Linked DNA regions of Sus scrofa: region 2 is linked to region 1. Evidence: chromatin contacts called from public Hi-C data. All regions are on one chromosome and are shown on one strand. Each heading gives the region's core, a stretch centred on a gene start, on an enhancer-like site or on the middle of the called end of the contact. The rest is flanking DNA. Distances are from core to core; before and after follow the strand shown.

The links. A called contact is a pair of places that touch in the nucleus more often than the background predicts.
Region 2: a Hi-C map of heart right ventricle shows a contact between it and region 1, with 8 times the contacts expected there. The contact joins the promoter of OSTF1 here to the promoter of TMC1 in region 1. A contact is called at or near these places in 1 of 47 Hi-C or Micro-C datasets (heart right ventricle) and 1 of 2 datasets of contacts at active chromatin or transcription factors (alveolar macrophages).

Annotation. Positions count from the first base shown.
Region 1 is chr1:225,713,202-225,715,931 of Sscrofa11.1, reverse strand. TMC1 (transmembrane channel-like protein 1) reads right to left here and starts at 1,331. Exons shown (of 24, transcript XM_021064884.1): 1 at 1,193-1,331. It also overlaps a transcript of ZFAND5 not described here.
Region 2 is chr1:228,140,777-228,143,506 of Sscrofa11.1, reverse strand. It overlaps OSTF1 (osteoclast stimulating factor 1), which reads right to left and starts at 1,348. Exons shown (of 10, transcript NM_214005.1): 1 at 1,118-1,348. The coding sequence starts at 1,151. NMRK1 (nicotinamide riboside kinase 1) reads left to right here and starts at 1,617. Exons shown (of 9, transcript XM_003121961.4): 1 at 1,617-1,853.

The DNA.
Region 1 (2,730 bases), core at 82-2,581:
TAGAGGCCAGGGGTCGAACCCGCAACCTCATGCTTCCTAGTTGGATTCATTTCCACTGCGCCACAACAGGAACTCCCAGATTTTGTATTTCTAACAAGTGCCCAAGTGATACTGATGCTGCTGGTGTATGGTCCACACTTTGAGAACAACTAGGGTAGTTGCTGCAACAGTAACTTGCTAAAAATAGGCTCAATATCAAGTACATTCCTGTTAGAAACAACCTTACAGAGAAAATTATGATTGGCTGAGAAGGTGCTACATAATATATATTATGCAATACCTTATTAAATAACCAGCTTGTTTTATTACTTTGTTGGTTTTTTTCTTTCAATCATGCTTCTTCAAGAATTATCTTGTTCCACTTTTTAACAACTAAAATGGATGTGTGTGGGGGGAAGAATTTCCAAGTTACTTTTGTCCTAAGAATCACCTCCACTATTTCCCTGTCCTTCAGTGCCTCAAGAGAGTCACTTATCCTCTTTCATCATTATTCACTTATCTTTGAAAATGGCTATATAGTACCTATCTCGGTGAACTGCTGTGAGGATTAACGAGACCCTAAATGAAAAATCTTAGCCCTGAAAATGGCCTGTAAATGGCAGCTGCTCTGCTTTTACTAATTTGTCTACATCAAGAAAGTAAATTTCCTGGGACCAATATCCGAAACTACTTACATCTTCAACACATTAACTGCCTGTAGCAATAACTCCAAGTTGTAAAGAAAATGGTCAGTTACATTCTAGGGATTCAGCTTACTGTGGCAGAAAGCGGTCTGATTTGGAAACGTTGGCAAAGTGCATCAGGACAACATTCTCCCAGACAAAATTATAAATCAGAATCACCTGGATCATTACTTCAACTTCAAAGTCCCAGATAACCAAAACTACTTCCAAGGGAGAAGCTTAGGTGATTATTTAAAGGTAAATAATTACTCCAGGTGGATTTTTCTGATCAGCAAGTTTGGGAAACAAGGAAGGGACCTACCTCTCCATTTTAATGGTGGCTATCAGAAGGCCTAAAAACCGTTTCTATTTATTCATTAGGCCATTGTTTACTACAAAATTTTCGTAAGTCCCTTTCTGTGTTACTAATTTTGGTCTTCTGAGTTGAACTAAAGTCACCTGGAGAGGTCAGCTGCACGTGGGATTTTTTTGTTGCTGCTTTGAAAAGGTTCTGTTTTTAGTTAACTCACCCTTTCAAACTAGTCAGGGCCTGTGCCTCATTTCTGAATTGCCCCCTCTTGAATTTCCTCCTGCAACGCCTTCTTTTTGATCTCTCCCTCAGATCTAGCTTGTTTGGCCCTTCTTTTCTTGAGTAGAACATTTGGTGCTTTCCCAGTTCGAGACGCTTTGCTGGAATAGCCAATTTCCAGGGATTTTACAGGCTGGCCAAAACAGTTTGTTCAGAACAACAACGCCGACGCGCGGGGCGGAGGACTGGCAGCCAGTGAGGCCAAGCATTTCCTGACTCTGCACAACCACCCGTGACCTTGGGCGTGCAAGAGAGCCAGCGCCGCCTGCCCTGCTCCTTCCCGACAGCAACAAGGCAACGCTCAAGCTGTACTTTAGAACCGAAAAGGTGTGGGAGGGAACTGGACGGGGAAGCGTCATAAAGAGGCGAGGAGACCCAGAGGCTATAGAGCAGTTCATTTTCTGAGGCGAATCCTTCTACCTCTTTCTCCAGGGGTGGGGGAAGGGGGAGTAAGGAGGAAAGGGAAATGTCTGCCAAGGGGTCGAGACAAAGCGTGAGAACTGAGATGGCGAAAAGCAGGCTCGACTGAGAAAATCAGAAGGCGAGACGCTGAGGGCGGATAATCAGGTTAAAAATAGAAACGCGTCCTCCACCGGTCTAACTCCTACCAGCTCCGCCCGGAGGCCGGCAGCCCGGCCAGTGACTCGGCTCCGCGCAACTGCAGAGCGGTCAAGCTCGGCCCCTCCTCCCCGACCGGGTGACTGGAGTGAGAGGCGCGGCGACGGGCACGTGACGTCATCGCGCTCCCGGCGCCGCCGGCGCCGTCGGGGTTTTCGATGACGCACAGACCCCGCCCCCTCCCTCCCTCTTTCCCTCAGAGCCGGAGCGCCGGCAGGAGAGAACGCGTCAGTGAGCTGGAGCGCAGATCTGTCTGCATCTCAGTTTTGGGCTTGTAGCTCCCGGGAACAGCGCAGCTTCCTCGGTGGTAGAAGAAGCATCCGAGAGCGCCATCCGCGGGCCCTTGCGGCGCCCAGGCCTAGCTGCGCGCGCCCGGCTCGCCCTCGGAGTCTGCCCAACCCGCCGCTGGTGGAGGCGTGAGGCGACGACGGGTGAGCGCCGAAAGCTGCCTTAGCCGCCGCGGCCTTCGGTCCTCCCTCCGCCTCCTCTGTCCCCCCGCCCCGCGCCGCTTCCCTCCTCCCACTTCCCGAGCTCCGGCGTGTCCCGGCCACGCTCACTGCTGCTGCGGGAACAAAGAAGGACCCCGCGGCGGCGGCGGCGGCGGCGCAACCTCCTGCGGCTCCGACCGGCCCGCGGCTGCGGCTCCAAGGCACCCGACTCGCCTATCCCTGAGGGCTCGGACCGGCCCCACCGCGCCGGTGTCGCGCGCGAGCCCGGCTCCTGGCCCCGCAGGGTGAGTGGTGTGGAGGGGAGGCAGGGCTCCCGGCTGTTCGTCCCGGGCTGGTGGTGGGAGCGGAGGACTGGGGTGCCGTAGGCCTCCGGCGAAACCCTAGCGGCCGGCGGCGTCCGGGGGAGGGGAGC
Region 2 (2,730 bases), core at 99-2,598, 2.4 Mb before region 1:
GACCATGCCATACATGTACCTAATTTTCAAATAAAATGACTGGAAACTACCACATGTGAGGGCAAACAAGGGAAGATGGAGTGCTTGACTAAAATTTAGGAAGATCAAGAAAATATTATCTTCCTAAACAAGGTTACTTTGAAATTGACCTAGATGGCTAAATTTCAGCCTGCGTTATACTGATGTTACATGAGAATGGAAGAAAAAAACTGAGAATTTATCTTCCATTTCCTATGTTTTCTGTACCTACCTACCGGATGAATGCATGAATGAGTCTGTTACAGTACTGAACTGAAATAATTAATTCCCTCTTAAATTCTCCTTTCTCCATATCCCAGGAAATATTCTAAGGATAAAATAAAAATGAACAAGGACTACAAGCGCTCTTTAGCGCTGCTTTGAGGAACTTAGTAATCTCATCCTCTCCAATTTAGCCAAATTCATTAGGGGAGTGGAGGCAAAGGACTTGTATTGCCTGATAAAATGACACTTCCGAATAGCAATTGCTGAGATTATCCTGCCACAGCCTAGATTCTTCTAGTCCGGAGTTCAAGTACACTTTTGTAAAAGCTTTCCTCAAGATCTCGAGGTCAATTTTCGAACGCAGCTCCTCTCAAAAGTCCCAAAGAAGACCCGCTCACGCACCCCACCCTACAAGCAGCGCACTTCCCGTTCCCTTTGGCCGGTCAAGAACTCAAACTTGACAGTGACACACACTGAAAAAAAAAAAAAAAAAAAAGAGGAAGTGGCTAAAAACCCATTTCAAGACATTTATTTTTTTTCCTAAGGGAGATCAATGGCCCTGTCTTCCAGGAAAGCTTCAATGGGACGTAGCCTTCGCATCGCCTGGAAAGTTGCCGCTAATGACAATGTTGCAAAGCCAAGCGTGACTCCTCTTCAAAAATAAAATTTTTTAAATTCCTCGAAAATCTTCTTGCTATCCAAACTGATCGCCCCGCTACAGCGAACGCAGCAGCAACGCTAACAACTCCTATCCCGGTGGGTCCCTTTTCGAAAGCGAGGCTGGGGCCGGGTACGTGTCTGGTTTGCCCTGCCAAGTGGCAAAGGGAGCGCAGAGCACCGCGGCGGCCAGGGGACCCGCGAGCACCTCCCTTACCTGGTTTGACCGGTTTGGGTGGCGGCTTCGACATCTCTTCCTGGAGCGGCTGATCCTGTAGACCACGCACGAAAAGCCAAACGAACGCCCCTCCACTCGGCACTCCGGGCGCCCCAAAGTTTCTTTTTGTCTGGCTTGCATCGGGGCGCCTTCAAGGACCTGCGTCCACCCTTGGCAGCCAGACAAGCAGAAGCTGGCAGAGCCGCTCCGCGCAGTACCCCGCCCCGCCCCGCGGCCGACAGACCCGTCCGGAGCGCGCGGCCGGACAGATGAGGAAGTGGCCGCCGCTTCGCCGAGCGCTAATTGGCTCCCCTGCTGCCAGCTTCCCCGAGGCAGGAGCGCGGGAGGCGCGCACGACAGCGCGCGCGGCGGCAGAATCAGCCGGAGCCGAACGGGGGCGTCGTAGGCTCGCGCCAGGGCCAGCCAGGGGCGCGCGGCAAGGAGGGGAAAGGGCTGGACTGTGTAGGAGCGCGAGCGCGCGCACGCGGCCACGCTCTCCGGAGTCCCGCCCCGCCCAACGCCGGCTGGAGCCGGGCGCCGCGTCCGCTCCGGGTGGGACGGAAACCTGGGGTTTGTCACCTCTACCCTGGGCCACCTCTGACCCGGGAGGGGCGCGGGGGAAGGACTTGTGGGCGTCTCGGTTAACGAGCTTCGGGGGTTGCGGAGGGTTAGTGAGAGGCGTGCGGTTGGCAATTGCTTGTGCCGCTCTGCTTGGGAGCACTCGAACTGGCGCTGGGTGAGTACCTGATAGACCCCGCCGCGCAGCGCCGACTCTCTGGGGCCAGGAGGTATTTCCACAGTGTTCCAGCGCTGGAGCCCGAGCCTGGTTGTGTCTTGAAAGCCTTGTTGAGGCTCCTACCACCATAAAGGGACTGATCCGTGGCCTGCCCAGGAGGACGTGTACTCGTGATGGTGTGGTGCTCTCACGCCCCCTAATAATCCTTAAAATGGGAGTCTGCCTTCTAGAGACCGTTCAGGTTGTTGGGAGAAGTCACTGGGGCAGAGTCAGGTCATGATCCCTAGGGCAGGAGAAAATTTTTATTTCTGTAGCATTGGATTCGGCTAATTGCGGCCCCCTTGCCGCCTGTTATTGTACCACCTGAGAATGGTTTTCACATTTTTTTAATGGCTTAAAAGAAATCAGAAGCAGCAGATTTTTTGGCACGTGAGAATTATATGAAATTCAGATTTCAGTGTCCATAAATTTTATTAGAACACAGCCACGCTCATTTGCTTATGTATTGTCTCCCGCCACTTTTGCTGCCTAACAGCAGAACTGAGCAGCTGCCTGCAAAGCCGAGAACATTCACCATAACAGTACTTGGCAGAGCAAGTTTGCCCACCTCAGATTACCAGATTGAATCTCCACTGGGAGGCTGGGGCATAGGAGAAACACTGTGTGTGTTAAACTCAAAACAGCACAGGCTATATCATAAACTAGTTGTTTGTTTGGAGGAAGAAAAATGGGAAATATTTTACATGAGACTCTATGTAAAATGAACCTTCAAAGTTTCCCCTGGGGTTAATGAAAGAATGATTCCAAGAGAAAAGGGCATGGGTCGTGTATTCAGAAACACCAGCCTTGGGAGATTGCTGTTTACTGAAAGGGAGCA